Linked DNA regions of Hordeum vulgare: region 2 is linked to region 1. The links are chromatin contacts, called in public Hi-C maps. All regions are on one chromosome and are shown on one strand. The core of a region is the stretch at or near the end of the contact, and the rest is flanking DNA. Distances in the headings are between cores, read along the strand shown.

Region 1 (2,584 bases), core at 52-2,551:
TATTTCAGGCTTTCGGCCGGTGAATGAAAGCATAAACGTGGTAACCTTGTACTCCTACCAGGTGATTGGTGCCGCCGACCGGCTGTGATGTGACGGGTGAAAATCCTGTATGTAGCCGCTGATTTCGCGCCGATGGCCGGCTTACCTTTGTACTACTTCTACCAACAGTTAAGCTCGGGAACAATCTCTCGTGCAGTAGTTGTGCATATGTCTGAAAACTGTAACCACGGGTTACGGAAGAGAATGGTGAACATTACTAGTACTACCATGGACAGTGCTACCGAGTGTAAATCTGGTGCCGATTGGTTGTCTGGCTGGCTGCTGCAGAATGTTCTCTGTGCTAGTGACGAGATATCGCTGGGAGTACATGCAGTATATAAATTTTGTTGGCGGGTGAAAATAATGTATTACTACTCGTCTTCAATGTTCATGCAATCAATCGCAGCTAGCTCCAAAACATCAGGAGGGTCAAAGCCTAACCGAGTCATGGTTCTACCTCTAGGCGAGCAAATTTTGCTAAGTTATATCACCAACCTTATTTTAACTTCGATTTATATGAGTAATACAACTTTCATAAAGAGACATGAGAAATCCGATCTCCTTAATCAGGGACGAGTAGACTGATCTATGGACCCCCGAAGCCTGGATCAATTTCGCTGCAACAATTGAAGCTTATATAACTGGTTGCCAAACATATGGAACCGTATATGGTAAAATTTACTGTTTTAACCTTTTTCAAAAAGTTTAGCTGGATTTAACCCCGGTTGAAGAAAAAAAATAGATCTGACCCTTTATTACCGCTAGAGCCCTTCACGGTAAGGTATAACAACCTACCGCGGAGGCCCCTGGCGGTAGAAAAATGGTCTATCGCTAGAGAGGCTGACGGTAGCGTATGTGACCCTACCGCCAAGGGGTCCGACGGTAGGCACTCGCACGCAGTGTGTCCGCAACTTACATATCTTTTTATGGTAGGCGTGCAACCCTATCGTCAGGGGCCTCGACGTTAGGTTGTTATACCCTATTGTTAAGGGATCTAGCGATAGCAAAAGGATCAGATCCAAAAAAAATTCCAAACCGAACTCAGATCCTGTTTAACTTTTTGAAAAAGGTTAAAACAGTGAATTTTACCACCGTATATAACTCACCCGACCGCTCGTCATTCCAATCTTGAAAAACCAAGACGAGGCTCCACTGCTTTCTTATCTGGTATTGTCAAAAGAAAGTTGGTTGTGGTCCTTGTCGAGAGATCTAGCTTTTCTGCGTCTCATCAAGCTCTCCTCTGGTATTGTACCCATGGATGTAGATCGAGCCACTGTTCCATGGATGTCGACGGCGGCCTTCCCATCCCCAGTCCCCACTCACGAGTCATTAACAATACTGTACCACCTTTTTACAACAAAAAACAGCTTGCCGGAACCATCCATGTCACACAAGAGTTAATGGCTATCTAGCTACTCCATATACTAGCACTAATTATATCGATAGAGTAGAACAATAGACCATGTGTACATGCCGATCGAGATATAAGAAATGGAATTGTATATTAGCTTCTGCTGTCAGGTCAGGTGAGATCCATCCGACGAACTCCGATGAGACTGCATGCTGCAGCGATTTAAACAAAACGCAATCGACCAACAGACACAAGGGAACCTGCAGCTGCAGCTTACACATTTCTGTATTCGATGGTACGTTTACAGTAGATGGCCAGCATCAGATACTGCAAGTTGCGGGCTTGAGAAAAGCAGATCCGTCCATGGGAGCGCATCATGGCACCAGCAAGACAGTTTCACGTGCTCGTCCGCCAACACCGTCTGGACTCTGCATCAAATGATAAACTAGAGGCCGGTAGCGGGACTGGCATGCAGTTGACCCCAGCAAAATCACAACCGTGCAGCGTACATCGCACAATACAATCCCTTGTGCCGCCTGCAACGGCCTGCAAGAATGATATGAGATCGATCAATCAGGAAAATATCCAGGCAAGCAGCAGTAGATTATTTCGCATGAAGTCCTGATGCTGATCCATCATGCATGCAACTTGTTGCGGGAGTACGTGAATCTAAGGCCTCCACATGCATGGAGCCCAGGTGAAGCAGACACCTGAAAAGATGCACGGCCGGTGAAGGGAAACAGTATGAAACATCGGATGCATCTGTATGTGTTGGAGAAAAAGAGCAGAGGGGCGATGGAGATCTTTCCATCGCAGAAGTCACGAGGACATCGATCAAATGGAACCATCCTCGGTTGTTCGGCCCGGACCCCGGGCCCCATTCAGTTTTCTAACTACCGACGATGGCGATCTTTCAGTGCCAGCAAGACTTTTACTGTGTAAGCATATCCGTACCGTAACAATCGCACTAAAAAGTTCTCTTCATGAGCGTTTCATTTCATAATTGAAAGATGGACTTTGCATCTCCAACTCAAACAAGATATGGAGGTATTTCCTTTGCCGCGGCTAGGCAAGATAGGCATGGATTTCCCGACTGCTAGCTAGGAACTAGGAAGGCTAAGCAAACATACCCTAGCTAGGCTAGGCGTCAATTCGGCAGCAACAGTGGAACACTGTGTATGCATCGAACCGGAA
Region 2 (2,584 bases), core at 51-2,550, 490 kb before region 1:
ATGGGGGTGGAGGCGCCACTTTGGGAATTGGAGTTTGGGTTGGAGTGGGTGACGCTTTGGCGGCGCATGAGCTCCTGGACGATGGGGGAGCGGCCGATGAATAGCTCGAACTCCTCCACGGTAAGCTGGCGGCCGGTACCAACCTCGCGCAGACCGAACTCCTCCCTCACCACGAACTCGCTACCGTCGTCGAGGTTTCTGATCAAGCAGCTTGGGTCCTCCTCGACCGCCTCCAGCGTGGCACTGGCATCTGACGCGTCGGACGAGGTGGAGCGCAAGCGCCCGCCTCCAATCGGAGGCTTCGCGGTGGAGGCACCGTCCGATCTGGGCCGCGAGACGGGAGAATCCCCCACATCGTCGTAGGAGGCAGATCGGCCCATCTGGAATCGCGCGAGGGAAGGGTCCCCCGCGAGCCCCATCAGCTGGAGCAGCCGGTGGCGGCGCTCCTGGATGGGCGCCGGCTGGGAGGTCCAGAGGTCGAGCGCCGCGTCATCGTAGCCGCGTCTGCGGCGCGGGTGGTCGCCGCCGCCGTCGTCGTCCGAGGCGGAGGTGGAGGAGGCCGAGGAGGAGAGGATGCGGTCGAGCGACTCGTAGAAGAGCTCCTCCGTGTCCTCCGCCTCCTCCTCCCCCAGCACCTCGTCTTCCACGCTCATCGCGCCGCCGGCATTGGCCGCAGCCGCGGAGATCGGGGCCGCGCGCCCGCGGTGCTCGACGAATTGCGAGGGGGGGCGGCGTGGGCGAGGCAAGGGGGGAGGGATGGCGAAGTCGTAGCAGCAAAGTGGCGTCAGATCCAGCAGTTGGCCACTCCCTGCCGCGCGCGACAGCTTAATCGCGACCCACTGTTGCCTCCCTCCCCTTTCCTTTCCCCCGCCGTCTTACTTAAGGGTGGTTGGTGCTCGTGTCGCCGTCGCTGCTGTCATCGCGGTAAAATGTCCTCTCCTCTCCTCTCCTCTCCCTCGCCTGCGCCGCGCTCATGGTGATGGTGTCGTTACTGCCTGCCGGTTTCTACTGTGTACTGTCCGGTGGTAACTGGCGGAGGCTGAGGCGGAGCGTTCTCCGCTGTGGACGGGCGAGTTAAATTCGGGTGCCGTGGGGCCGGGCTGCCAGTGAGGAGGTAAATTTTGTTCCGTCCGGTCCGACAGGGGTAACAACCGCCCGCGCCGTTTCGGATCGCAGCCGCGTCGCTGGTGTTTTTATGACGCCGCTCTCTGGACAAGGTGACGAGATGATTGCGTTCACGGCTCTCCACGTAGTACAAGTGGCCAAGGCCGCAAAATTTCATGTTTTGAATTTTTTTTAAAGTTGATCCATGTCTGATCCTGTTTGCAAAATTTTAAGATCTGGTCATTTTCTACCGTCAAGTTCGTCGACACTAGAGGGGCTAGCGGTAACATGTGCAACCATACCGTCAAGATGTTTGGCGGTAGGTGTGTACGTGTACTATATTTGAAACTTAAAAAAAATATGGTAGGACTTGCAACCCTATTGTCAGGGACCTCGACGGTAGGTTGCTATACCCTATTGTCATGAACTCCAGCGGCAGGAAAAGGATCAGATTCTGAAATTTTTGCCAACTAGGATAAGATCTGGATCTACTTCTCCAAAAGGTCAAGACATAAAATTTAGCCGGCCAATGCATCTCCAAGCCCGCAAAACGGACACCACATCGTTCACGGAGAGAAGGACCGGTCCGTAAATAGGGATATGTAAGAGCAACTTTGACTCCGACTTAAATCGTGTGCATGCCTGATCGCAACCAAAAAAAGGCAAGTATGCAAATATGCTTAGTTTTTTTAAGGAAATATATTAATATCAAGCAGATAACAATTACACCCAGACTCTGCACGAATAAGATGTAAAAAAACATTCAGAATGCACATGACCAAAAAAAAGGAAAAAAAGATCCTATCACGATGATCCATCACCCATAGTAGCAGCATTATAACTACCACCAAAAAAGCAACCGGACTACAAAGAAGGTTCTCCAAAGCAACACCTCTAGGAAGGAAATAATGCACAAGCGATGTCGTGCCAACCTCTAGAAAGGAAACAATGCACATGTGTTGTTGTTGCCAGACCAAATATTGTAGGTTATCACGTGAAGAAAAGACCATGTTCCCAAAAACAATGCCAACAACAAGGCCACTCCGAGGCACCACCAATAAAGGCCGAACCTTGGGTTTTCACCCTAAAAACCATGACTAGATACTCAAAGGAGCACCACCAACAAAGTAGTCTTCCAAAGCTGCAACCCCCACTTGCGGAGGCTACTACTACAAGTCACATACCACCAGACTCACATGAACTCTTATCCGGTCTGGACGGGAACATATCGCGAAATTCAAGTCTAAATAACTACATGTGAAGCAAAGTCTTCATCATATCCAAGACCTCGCCTTCTCCACTTGCAGGACCTCAAATCACACTATGGCATTCTCCCCATGTGTTGATCCCTTGGACATCTTAGGCTTTGTTTGGTTAGCAGGTAAACCAAGTAGTTTGCCTAGGATCTCGGCCCAATCCACGTGGGTCGTTTCAGCACAGGAACTGTTCCACGTGGGTTTTATTTTGTTGTTTGGTTTGG

What was found. A called contact is a pair of places that touch in the nucleus more often than the background predicts.
Region 2: a contact with region 1 is called in a Hi-C map of seedling, with 5 times the contacts expected there. The contact joins the promoter of LOC123401719 here to the enhancer-like site in region 1. A contact is called at or near these places in 1 of 6 Hi-C or Micro-C datasets (seedling) and 1 of 1 datasets of contacts at active chromatin or transcription factors (embryo).

Annotation. Positions count from the first base shown.
Region 1 is chr6H:390,146,363-390,148,946 of MorexV3_pseudomolecules_assembly, reverse strand. No RefSeq gene overlaps it. Among protein-coding and RNA genes, the nearest start is that of LOC123402585, 240 kb to the right of the region's middle. Within about 2 kb of position 1,301, at least 2 of the 3 cell types and tissues checked have open chromatin away from gene starts, as enhancers often do. A contact at or near this core is called in seedling, where this site is marked.
Region 2 is chr6H:390,638,400-390,640,983 of MorexV3_pseudomolecules_assembly, reverse strand. LOC123401719 (WD repeat-containing protein 44-like) reads right to left here and starts at 1,300. Exons shown (of 7, transcript XM_045095576.1): 1 at 1-1,300. The coding sequence starts at 653.